Linked DNA regions of Sus scrofa: region 2 is linked to region 1. Evidence: chromatin contacts called from public HiChIP or PLAC-seq data. All regions are on one chromosome and are shown on one strand. Each heading gives the region's core, a stretch centred on a gene start, on an enhancer-like site or on the middle of the called end of the contact. The rest is flanking DNA. Distances are from core to core; before and after follow the strand shown. Region 1 holds the start of ERCC1 (ERCC excision repair 1, endonuclease non-catalytic subunit). Region 2 overlaps RTN2 (reticulon 2).

Region 1 (6,225 bases), core at 2,073-4,572:
ATTGCCCTGCCAGCACCTTGAATTTGGACTTCTAGCCTCCAGAACTGTGAGATGATAAATTTCTGCGCTTAAACCATGCAAGTTTTGGTACTTCATTACAGGAGTCCTAGGAAACTAATGCCATGAACCAATTATATAAATAAGAATTAATTACAAAAAAATAATTTGCAATAGTCCCCTAACAAAAGCCAAAATCAGGAGTTCCTGTCATAGCTCAGATGTTAATGAACCTAACTAGCATCCATGAGGACGCGGGTTCAATCCCTGGCCTTGCTCAGTGGGTTAAGGATCTGGCGTTGCTGTGAGCTGTGGCATAGGACAGCAGCTGTAGCTCTGACTCGACCCCTAGCCTGGTAACCTCCATATGCTGCGGGTGCAGCCCTAAAAAGCAAAAAACCAAAAAAACCAAAAAAGGCAACCCCCCCAAAAAGCCAAAATCAGAGGAGTGATGGAAACAATGTGCTCATGGATATGAAAATGTGTCGATTTCCTGTTTTTTTTTTAATTAAAAAAATTTTTTTTGGTCTTTTTGTCTTTTCTAGGGCCACTCACTCGACATATGGAGGTTCCCAGGCTAGGGGTCTAATCAGAGCTATAGCTGCCAGCCTATGCCACAGCCGCAGCAACGCAGGATCCGAGCCGTGTCTGCAACCTACACCACAGCTCACGGCAACGCCAGATCCTTAACCCACTGAGCAAGGCCAGGGATCAAACCTGCAACCTCATGGTTCCTAGTCAGATTCATTAACCACTGAGCCACGACGGGAACTCAAATTTTAAAAATTTTTATTTATTTATTTATTTATTTGTCTTTTTGCCTTTTCTGGGGCCGCTCCTGTGGCATATGGAGGTTCCCAGGCTAGGGGTCTAATCAGAGCTGTAGCCGCCGGCCTACGCCACAGCCACAGCAACTCGGGATTTGAGCTGCGTCTGTGACCCACGCTACACCTCATGTCAACGCGGGATCCTTAACCCACTGAGCAAGGCCAGGGTTCCTAGTCGGATTCGTTAACCACCGAGCCAGGATGGGAACTCCTCAATTTCCTTGTAATTAATCCATCAGTTCAGTGCAATTCCAATCTTGGGCCCAATAGGATTTTTCAGAGAACTAGAAAAGCAGCTGCTAAAATCCATCTGGAAGAGAAAATGGACAAGAATGGTAAAGACAGATTTGAAACTGAACAGAGGTGGGGGGGTCTTGCCTTGTTGATATCAAAATACATCTAAATAAAGTAATTAAACAGTTTGGCATGGAGGCAAGGCACAGATGCAGAGATCAATGGAACATGATAGAAACAGCAGAGATAGATCTGTGTGTATGTGGGAATTTGGCTCATGATAAAGGTGGAATCTCAAAATTGGGAGCAGAACTGACTCTTAAAATAAATAGTATTGGGGAAGTTCCTTGGTGGCCTAGCGGTTAAAGGATGTGGTGTTGTCTTTCCTGTGTGGGTTTGATCCCTGGCCCAAGCTTCTGCTTGCCATAGGCAAGACCAAAAATAAAATAAAATAGAATAGAATAAACTAAAAGGCTCATATGGATTAAAGATAGAAACAAAATCAAAACTAGTAAAGTATTAAAAGTAATAATTGACTTTATTTATGAACTTGAGGTATGCAGAGTCTCTTAAACACACCAAAAGTGAGTCAGGATGGAAGAGATTGATAAATAGGTGCAAATAAACACTAAGAACTTCTTTTTTTGCTTTTTAGGGCCGCACCCTGCAGCATATGAAGCTTCCCAGGCTGGGAGTCGAATCAGAGCTACAGCTGCTGGCTTCCGCCACAGCCACAGCAACGCTGGATCTGAGCCTTGTCTGCGACCTACACCACAGCTCACAGCAACGCTAGATCCTTAACCCACTGAGCGAGGCCAGGGATCGAACCTGTGTCCTCATGAATGCGAGTCAGATTTGTTAACCACCGAGTCCCGATGGGAACTCTCAACACTAAGAACTTCTGTGTGACAAAGATAAATTATAAAATGCAAACCATAAGGATGCATTTGGAACATATGTAACTAACAATTAGAATTGGAATCTGTAAAGTACTCCTACAAATGAACAGTAATAAAAAAGGCATAAAACCCCATGAAAAAAATGGGCAAAGGATATGAGCAAGCAACTCACAGAAAACAAAGTGTTTAAGACCAATAAACTCACAAAAAAGTGTTCTCTCTTCTTAGTAATGAGAGAGTTGCTAGTTAGAACAGCGTGATACTATCCTTTCAGGAAATGACTAATACTAACTCATCAACCAGGTCTCTGCCCAGATGTCCTTTCCTCTAGGAAGCTCTTCCTGGCGTTCTGGCTGGGTTACGTGACCCCCTCGCCACCTCCTCCCTGGCCCTCTGGGGTCTCCTATCTCAGCCCTGCCCACCCTGGTTTGTCGCGGTTTGGGAACAGGTCTGCCCCTAAAAATGCGTTGTAAGCTCCAGGAGGGCAGAGCGGAGCTAACGTTATGATGGGTCACCGATGTGTCGCTAGCACTGCCTCACACATGGCTGGGAACAGGAAGGCCCTCCAGGAATATGTGTGGAATAAGGGAATGAATGAAGGGGGAAACAGGTCAAGTCAATGACAAAGCTGGGATTCAAACCCAAGTCTGTCCTGAGAGAGGAACCTAGTGTGGTTGATAGCCCGCCATCTCTTCTTCGCTAAGCCCTGTCCAGAGTCCGGGCACACAAGAAGCGTTCAATAAGGGCACTGAAAGCAAACTGCTTGGCATCGAGAGATGCTCAGACCCAGAGGCAGTGGGCTCTCTCCAACCCCAAACTCAGCAGTCCTCCAAAACCATAGAGAGCTGCGCGGGGAACGCCCCTCTCGATGCTCTCACCCTTAGGGGAACGTTGGGAGTTGGCTGGAGGGCTAGAGAGGCCGGAAGTGCAGCGAGCCCGGGGCCGCGCTGGCCGCGCCGGCGGTGGGACGCCTCGATCTCCCTCCAGTCTTCCCAATGCTCAGGGCCTAGGAGGTGAGTCCTCGGGGTGCTGCGACCACAGGACTGGGGCTAGAGGTGCGGCGGGTGGAGATAGCCTGTGGCGAGTGGCAGCCGCAGAAGCCAATCAGCCGTTTCAGTGGCTGAGTGATGGAGGAGATGGGGCGAGGGGAGGGCATCCAGGTGCGAGCCTTGAGGGGGCAGGGCGGTCGGAGGGTCGGGGACAGTGTGGTCGCACCTGGCAAACGGAAGGCGGAGAACCGTGAGGGCGGGGCGAATAAAAAAGTAGGGGCTCTGAGGCGCGAGGCAAACGGAAAGAGAGGCTCCGTAAGGGGCGGGGCGAGCCGGAGGTGGTGGGTGGATCGATGGGGCGGGGCCTTCGAGATACTGCGCGCAAGGTGTCTGGAGCTGGACCGTATGGACTCCTGGGATTTCGGAGTGGGGATGGCTGTGACTGGGTGTTCCTCCCGGGGTGATGGGAATGCCGATCTCGTACTTGCTGCCGATGCTACGCCTTCATTTTCAGACCCCAGAAGGACCTTGCGATGGACGAAGAGGGAGGCCAGAAGCCGGCTGCCTCACCCACAAGGAAGAAATTCGTCATACCACTGGACGAGGATGAAGTCCCTCCTCCTGGGGTAGGACTAGGAGATGAAGGGACTGCTAGGAGGCTTGGAGGGGGGCGGTCTGCGGAGAAAGGGGGACAGGATGGGGCCTTTGGGACCACAGTGTGGGTTAGAAAGTGTTGGGGCCTGGGTCACCTTGAGAAAACAGTCCTTTGCCCTCTGCAAGTCTCATTTTCTCTACCTGTAAAATGTCATGGTCAGGAGCGCTAAGGCAGAGGCCACAAACTGGCAGCTGGGCAATAGTCCTGCGATATGGTTTATGCAGCCAGCACCCTGGTTCTGCAAGGCATGAATTCATTGCTGATATTTAAGAATTGGAGGAGTTCCTGTCGTGGCTCAGTGGTTAGCGAATCCGACTAGGAACCATGAGGTTGTGGGTTTGATCCCTAGCCTTGCTCTGTGTGTTAAGGATCTGACGCTGCCATGAGCTGTGGTGTAGAGGTTGCAGACGTGGCTCGGATCCCGCGTTGCTGTGGCTGTGGTGTAGGCTGGCAGCTATAGCTCCGATTCGCCCCCTAGCCTGGGAACCTCCATATGCCACCGGAGTGGCCCTAGAAATGGCAAAAAGACAAAAAAAAAAAAAAAAAAAAAGAATTGGAAGGTTCGGAGTTCCCGCTGTGGCGCAGGGGGTTAAGAACAGGACGGCAGCAGCTAGGGTCGTTTTGGAGGTGCGGGTTGGATCCCAGACTGGATGCAGTGGGTGAAAGGAATTTCGCATTACTGCAGCTTTGGCTCAGATTCAGTCCCTGGCCTGGAAACTTCCATATAAAGTGGCTGCGGCCATTAAAAAAAAAAAAAAGAATAATTGAAAGTTTTTTTTTTTTAAAGTCTGCACCTTTGAGGAGTTCCTGTTGTGGCGCAGTGGAAATGAATCCGATTAGGAACCATGAGGTTGCAGGTTTGATCCCTGGCCTCACTCAGTGGGTTAAGGATCCCACGTTGCTGTGAGCTGTGGTGTAGGTCACAAATGCGGCTCAGATCTGGTGTTGCTGTGTCTGTGGTGTAGGCCAGCAGCAACAGCTTCGGTTCGACCTCTAGCCTGGGAACCTCCATATGCAGCGGGTGTGGCCCTAAAAAGACAAAAGACAAAAAATAAAATAAAAAAAGTAAAGTCTGGACCTTTGACCTCTTTTGGTAAATAAAGGATCTCATTCCCACAGCTAAGTACTGGCTGCTACCTATGTGCAATAAAGAAAAAGAAGGTAGGCTAAGGATATAGGGTGTGATGGGGAGAAGAGCTACCTTGAAACAGTCAAGGGAGGGCTTCTTGGAGGAGATGATGCCTGTGCAGGGATGTGCAAGAGATAAGAGAATGAGCTATGTGACGTCAGAGGGGAGAGGGAACAGCCAGTGCAAAGGCCCTGAGGTCAGAGAGAACCTGATAAGTTGTAGGGCTGCAAGGAGGCAGTGGGGCTGGAGTAGAGAAAGCCAGGGAGAAGAGGTAGCCAGGCATGAGATCCCTGAGGCAAGGGGGCAGGGACAGATCTTTAAGAGTCTCGAGGGCTGTGGTGACAGCTTTGGTTTTGCTCTGAGGCAGGAGCCACTTAAGGGCTCTGAGCAGAGGAGGGACGTGATATGACTCTGTGGGGAGCAGGCTGTGGGGGGAAAGGGCAGAGGCTGGGAGCTGATTCGGAGGGACTGCAGTGGTCCAAAGGAGAGAAGATGGTGGCTGGGACCCGGGTAGATGCCGAAGAGGTGGGGAGATTTTTGTGTGTCCTCTCGCATTTCTTCCCACAGGCCAAGCCCTTATTCAAATGCACACGGAGCCTGCCCACCGTGGAGACCCCACCCCAGCCGGCCCCGCAGACCTATGCTGAGTACGCCATCTCAGGACCTCCAGGAGGGGCTGGAGCCACACACCCCACGGGGCCAGAACCCCTGGCAGGAGAGACCCCCAACCAGGCTCCCAAACCAGGAGCAAAATCCAACAGCATCATTGTGAGCCCCCGGCAGGTGAGGAGGGGGATGGAGAAGTGGGGCTTTGGGGTTTGTGTGGGAAAAACCATTATAGGAATGACTTTCTTTCTTTCTTCCTTCTTCCTTCGGCCATGCCTGCAGCATATGGCAGTTCCTGGGCCAGGGACTGAGCTTGGGCCACAGCAGTAACCCAAGCCACAACAGTGACAGCTCTGAGCAAGGCCCAGGATCCAACCTGAGTCTTCATGGCTACTAGTTGTGTTCTTAACCCGCTGAACCACAATGGGAACTCCAAGGCTGCATCATTTTACATTCCCACCATCAGGGGATGAAGGTCCCACTTTCATCTTTTCCTCACCATTTGTCATTGTCTGTCTTTTGGATTTGGGTCATTCTAGTGGTGTGAAGTGGACAAAATAGTCCTTTAAGGAGTTCCCGTCGTGGTGCAGTGGTTAACGAATCTGACTAGGAACCATGAGGTTGCGGGTTCGATCCCTGGCCTTGCTCAGTGGGTTAAGCATCTGGCGTTGCCATGAGCTGTGGTGTAGGTCTCAGACGCAGCTCAGATCCCGCGTTGCTGTGGCTCTGGCGTAGGCTGGTGGCCGCAGCTCCGATTAGACCCCTAGCTTGGGAACCTCCATATGCCACAGGTGTGGCCCTAAAAAGACAATACAAAAATAATAATAATAATCCTTTAAAAATTAAAATGGAAGTTCCTGTTATGGCTCAGCAGAAACAAATCTGACTA
Region 2 (6,225 bases), core at 1,772-4,271, 57 kb before region 1:
GGTCCTGGTTCAGCTCTGAGACAGGACATAGAAGGTCAAGAGGTCAGCCGAGCCAGCTCCAAACCCCAGCCTGACCGCTGCCCCCTCCCTCCACAGTGGCGGACCTGCTGTACTGGAAGGACACCAAGACGTCAGGAGTGGTCTTCACGGGCCTCATGGTCTCCCTGCTCAGCCTCCTGCATTTTAGCATCGTGTCTGTGGCCGCCCACGTGGCCCTGTTGCTGCTCTGTGGCACCATCTCTCTCAGGGTTTATCGAAAAGTGCTGCATGCCGTGCACCGTGGGGACGGCTCCAACCCCTTCCAGTGAGAACCCCCAGCCCAGCCCCAGACCCCAGCACTGACCCTAAGTCAGGACCATGACCGTGACTTCTCACCCTGGCTCCTCCTATTCCTGACGCCAGCCTGACCCAGACACTAAACCAGACTCTGAGCCTGGCCTTCCAGTCCCAACCTGCGGCCCTACCCTCTGACCCTTAATCCTTGATCCTCTCTCCTGACCTCCTCCCAGACTCTCTTGTCTGGCCCTTAATCCAGCCAAGCCCCTGGGCCTGGGCCCCTGCCACCCACTGGGACACGGCACACACCTTTGTTCTCTCAGGGCCTACCTGGATGTGGACCTGACCCTGACTCGGGAGCAGACAGAACGCCTGTCCCAGCAGATTGCCTCCCGTGTGGTCGTGGCGGCCACGCAGCTGCGGCATTTCCTCCTGGTCGAAGACCTTGTGGACTCCCTCAAGGTGCCCCGAAGCCCCCCGCCCTCCTGGCTCCCAACTTCCACCTCCCTGCCCCTGGGGGGGAGGAGGGCCATGGCTGGGTACGTTCCCAGCCTGGGTAGCACCCTTGAGGCTCTGCCGACCTTGACCCTCTCCCTCAGCTGGCCCTTCTCTTCTACATCTTGACTTTCGTGGGTGCCGTCTTCAATGGTTTGACTCTTCTCATTCTGGGTGAGCTGGGAAGGCTGTGGGGGTGGGGTGGGGAGGTGGGTCGCTGGGGTTTGGTGGGGGACAGAGCTCTGCATGGACCCATTCATCTCCCGGGAGAACCCTGACCCCCATCTCTGTTCCCGCAGGAGTGATCGGTTTATTCACAGTCCCTCTGCTGTACCGGCAGCACCAGGTGAGTGCGACAGGCACTCAGGTGGCGCTAGTCCCGCCAAACACGGGTGATCTGACTGCCCCCGGCCCCGCCCCCCTGCCAGGGTCCATGACAAATGTCCCAGCCAGAGACAGGAGGACCAGCTGGTGCTCCCACCCCGCCACAGCCAGGGTCTGACTGACACATGCCCTGGCGGGGCACAGGTGGTCTACCCACTGCCCCTCCTCCCTGCAGCTAGAGTCTTTAATGTGTCGCCACAGCCAGAGACAGCCATTTCGATTGGTGTCCCATGACAGCCAGGATCTGAGTGACACACCCCAGCCCAAAGCAGGTGGCTGAACCGATGCTCCTCCCCAGCCACGATCCAAGGTCTGACTTGACATGTCCTAGCTACAGACAGGCAGCCTGACTGGTGTCTTCTGTCCCTGACACTCAGGCTAGCCTGCAGTCAGTGGGCAGATGAATGCCTTCTCCTCATACCCTGATAGCCCCTGTTGCCCCTCATACTACCCCCAGAGACTGACAAACACATATTCCATTTGCAGACAGACAGACAGACTGATGTCATCTATCCCTACACATAGTCTGGGTTTGACTGACACCCTTCCCAGCCAATCAGGATGCCCTGACTCCCTGAAACTGCGAGGGACTGACATCTCAGTTAAATCAGGTGGGATGTCTGCTACCCAGATCACTGACAGAACCAGGGCCAACTGACATGTATTCTATTCAGAGATGGGCAGATGGACTGACATTCCATTTTTGACATTCTCTAGCACAGCTGAGAGCCAAATGCTGCCCGTCCCTGCCAGGGAGATAGTCCTTACTAACTCCTTCAGGTGCTGGAATCAGCAAGACTCACAAAATCAAGTAATAGTGTGAATCAAACTAGTATTTAAACCAATCCACTCAGCGACTCGACAACCAACACTCATGCCCTCTACTCTCCCACTGCCCCTAAACACACCCACACATACACGCACACACAACCCACTCAAAATTAGCAACAGTGCCCAGGACACAAACTCGCTAGCAAATTCTCGTGCCATCACTTCCCACACAGAGCGTGGTCCCATCTGACTTGACACTTCAACTTGAACTTCTGACTTCCAAGCGTACCTTATTAGGTCTCAAGGTGGCAGAGTGGGCCACTCCCCCCAGCTCCTGATGTGGGGATTGGGGAGGAAGCAGCTTCCTTAATGAATTAGGGAGAACCCCCTCCATTCTCTCCCTTCACCCTTTCTTGGTCTCCCCAGGCCCAGATTGACCAGTATGTGGGATTGGTGACCAATCAGTTGAGCCACATCAAAGCTAAGTAAGGGCATGTGGTGGAGAAGGATGGGTGGGGAATGGGGAAACTTGAGAACGCTTTCCCCAGGCGCCCCTACCTCCCACCCCACCCCATATTGCCTGACCCTAAATCTCCTAAGGCAGATTATCTCCTTCAAGAAACGTCAGTGTCAGTTCCATCGGAGACCAGTAGGTGGAGGGCAGGGGCTGGCTTGGGTACTCTGTTCCTCCATCCTGTTTTGCGCTTAGTCCTCTGATACTTCTCCGGTCTCTTGCCACACCCCTTGACTCCACCTGTTTCTCCTCCAGGATCCGAGCTAAGATCCCAGGGACCGGAGCCCTTGCCTCGGCAGCAGCCGCAGTCTCCGGATCCAAAGCCAAAGCCGAATGAAAAGGGTGTCTCTGCCTGCGGGACGCCTGCCCCCACCCCCTTTAGCCCTCTGCCCCCTCCGTGTCCCTTCTATCCCCACCCTCTCCCCGCCTCAGCCCGAGCCGTTTCCCGGTGGGTGCCAGGATCCCTCACACCAGGGAGTTTGCGCAACTTGCCTGAGCGGCCAGGACTACATTTCCCAAGAGGCTCTGCTCTAGGAGTCCAGGAAAGGCGAGGCATCTTGGCCGCGGGGCCTACTGGGGCTTGTAGTTGCCTAGATAGGGCGCCCGCCCCGCACTTCTGTGACCTCGCCGCTGGAGGCGCAGTGAGGGGTTGGTGTCTCCTGGGCACCACTAGCCCTGACGCTGGGGCTTTGCATGGGGCCCAGGGGAGGCCTGAGCTTGGATTTACACTGTAATAAAGACTTCTGTGGAAAACCCAAGGCTTCCTGTGCTTCCAGCCCCCTCTGGCTTTCACCTTCCTGCACTGAAAAGCACCTGAGGGATACTCGAGGAACTCTCTACATCTCTGCGGAAGAAGAAACTTCCCCTCTGCCATGAGACATGGCCGACCCCAGGGCTAGCCAAGCCTTGACAGCCTCTTACCCTTCCTGAGTGCCAGGCAGACATCACGAGTCGATCCCCACGCTCTGCCTGCTGTGCAGCCATCTCACCTGAGTCCCAGACCCATGTATCCAGCTGCCTTCTAGACCACTGCTCTGGCAAACATATCCAAACGCTTCCCTGGTCCCACCTGATTTCCAACTCAGGGACGTCCCCTCTTGCCCACGTTGTCACGTGGCCAGGGACCTGGGTATGGCCCTCCTTGGACTCCTACTCCCTCACCCCCCACATCTAATCTGTCAGGAAGCCATGTCCCTTCTCTCTCTCTAACTTTTCCCGTCACTCACTTCTCTCCGTTCCACCTGCCTTGGGAATAAGCACAGGGCTTCAGATTCCAAAACTAAATGGGGAGAAGGAGGCAGGAGACTGGTGTCTAAAGCCCTGCAGACCTGGATCTGGATCAGCTTCGCTACTTTTTGGCTGCATGACCTTGAGCAAGGGACCTCACCTCTTGAAGCCTCATGGAAAGTTGTTGACATAAGCTACTTACATGTAAAGCCCTTGTCACAGGGCCTCAGCGCTGAATAAACATCCAGTAAACAGAAGTGGCTCTTGTCAGCTGTGATATTGCCCAAACCTCAGTCCTTTCCTCATGACCTCGATGATCTTTATATCACCTGTTCTGCTATTTACCTAATTTTTTCCTTTAAATTTTTTTATTAAAAAAAAAAAAAAAAAAAAAGGAGTTCCTGTTGTGGCTCAGTGGTAACAAACCCAACTAATATCCACGAGGTTGCAGGTTCCATCCTTGGCCTTGCTCAGTGGGTTAAAGATCCAGCTTTGCCGTGAGCTGTGATGTAGGTCGCCAGACGCAGCTCAGATCTGGCCTTGCTGTGGTTGTGGTGTAGGCCGGCGGCTGCAGCTCTGACTTGACCCCCTAGCCTGGGAACTCCCATATGCTGCAGGTGTGGCCCTAAAAAAAAAAAAAAAGTCCTTCCAAATAAATATATAGCAACATTTCCTAAAGAGTCTTTTTTTTTTTTTTTTTTTTTTGCGGGAGTGGGGAGGGGGGCCCTGTGCCTGTGGCATGAGGAAGTTCCTTGACCAGGGCTCAAACGTGCACCACAATGACCCAAGGCACTGCAGTGACAATGCCAGATCCTTAACCCAGTACACCACAAAAGATCTCCTCCTAAGATTCTTTTATTCACACTCTCCATAGGACAGTGTCCATTTGTCCATATCAAAGGATAGAGAAAGAGGGACTGGCTGAGATTTGGGTCCACGAAGGGCAGGGCTTCCCCCCCGGGACACAGGAAACAGGTTGGAGATGGAAATGGCCTTTATTGTGTAACTCCCGGTTGCCTGGCACCATGCTGGGCTTTTAATTTAATTTTATTTTATTTTATTTATCTTTACTGCCGTACTTTTAATTGCTCACAATGATGAGTTGCTGGGGCCTAATGTTCTCAAATGACAGTAAAAAAGCAAAATTTGTTGTCCCTTCTCAAAGAATTGAGAGTTGTGTACAAAAGCCTTCCATAAATTAAAAAGATGAGTACATTCACAGGTATGAATGCCTTTTCCAGTTCAAGGCAAGTAGAAACCCACGGTGTTCTGGTGGGAAAACTTTGGGTAAGAGAGGAAAGCAGGTCCCATTGGACCTTCCCAACCCTGTCGGACCCAACAAGACAGAAATGACAACCAGTTCAAACTCTTGCCAGCTTCTAGAGAAATCCTGAAATAGGCAGCTTTTACATATTAATACCCTGCACAGATCAAGAGACTCGTGGTCTACCAGATTCTCATCCCATCAACAGACTTCTCTTCAGTAACCACCTTCTCACCTCAGCCGTGAAACGGCAGAGCTGCATGTAATTGGGGATTTAGATCAAAGATATGCACAGGGGAGTTCCCGTCGTGGGGAATCCCATAGGAACCATGAGGTTGCGGGTTCGATCCCTGGCCTTGCTCAGTGGGTTGTGGTGTAGGTCGCAGACTTGCCTCGGTTCTGGTGTTGCTGTGGCTGTGGTGTAGGCTGGCAGCTGTAACTCCTATTTCAACCCCTGGCATGGGAACCTCCATATGCAACCAGTGTGGCCCTAACCAGCAAAAATAAAATAAAGAAAAAAATTTTTAATTTTAATTAAAAAAAAGATATGCACAGGGTATTAAACATATACCAAGGGAAGAATTAACTTGAATACAAGGTCAAAATCAGCCACAATCCAGTGCTGATATCAGATACAAACATCAGGGACAAAATTTCCTTTCACAGGCTTATCCCAGTCTCAGGAGGTGAGGAAGAGGTGAATTCACTCGCAGCAAATGCTACGGATCTGCTTTTGGTCGGTTTAGAAGCATTTTTGGTGGACAACGGGGGGGGGGGGGGGTGGCCAGCTAGTCATTCTTCTGCTTGCTGATCCACATCAGCTGGAAGGTGGACAGTGAGGCCAGGATGGAGCCCCTTCCACACTGAGTCCTCCCGCTCCAGAGGAAGTCATGATCTTGACCTTCATCGTGCTGAGGGCCGGAGCCCTGATCTCCCTCTGCATCCTGTCGGCGATGCCGGGGTATATGGAGGTCCCCCCGGACAGCATCACCACGTTAGCACACAGGTCCTTCTGGATGGCGACGTCCTCTAGGCAATGCCGTTGAAGGTCGTCTCGTGCTTGCTACCCAACTCCAGACCCGGGAAGGCGGGACACCGGAAGCGCGCCTGGCGGCGGCAGCGGCAGGTAGCTGGGTGGGTTGATCACGTGACCAGCGGGCAGCTCGCAGCTCTTCTCCAGGGAAGAGGAGGACGCCGCGGTGGCCATCTCCTGCTCGACGTCCAGGGTGACACGGCAGAGCTTCTCCCCGACGTCACGCGCCTCTTCCAGCTCCGCCGTAGTGGTGAAGCTGTC

Evidence for each region. HiChIP or PLAC-seq counts read pairs in DNA pulled down with a chosen protein or histone mark.
Region 2: an H3K27ac HiChIP or PLAC-seq map of alveolar macrophages shows a contact between it and region 1. The contact joins the enhancer-like site here to the promoter of ERCC1 in region 1. A contact is called at or near these places in 2 of 5 promoter capture datasets (fetal liver and fetal skeletal muscle), 33 of 47 Hi-C or Micro-C datasets (adipose tissue, alveolar macrophages, blood and 16 more) and 2 of 2 datasets of contacts at active chromatin or transcription factors (alveolar macrophages and skeletal muscle).

What each region holds. Positions count from the first base shown.
Region 1 is chr6:51,795,655-51,801,879 of Sscrofa11.1, reverse strand. It overlaps ERCC1 (ERCC excision repair 1, endonuclease non-catalytic subunit), which reads left to right and starts at 3,322. Exons shown (of 9, transcript NM_001159309.1): 1 at 3,322-3,572; 2 at 5,298-5,513. The coding sequence starts at 3,480.
Region 2 is chr6:51,852,812-51,859,036 of Sscrofa11.1, reverse strand. It overlaps RTN2 (reticulon 2), which reads left to right. Exons shown (of 10, transcript NM_001129960.1): 5 at 97-304; 6 at 600-738; 7 at 876-945; 8 at 1,071-1,117; 9 at 2,353-2,411; 10 at 2,696-3,193. The coding sequence ends at 2,777. It also overlaps the pseudogene LOC110261356. Among named protein-coding and RNA genes, the nearest start is that of RTN2, 8.8 kb to the left of the region's middle. Within about 2 kb of position 3,021, at least 69 of the 83 cell types and tissues checked have an H3K27ac peak or open chromatin away from gene starts, as enhancers often do. A contact at or near this core is called in adipose tissue, alveolar macrophages, brain and 8 more, where this site is marked.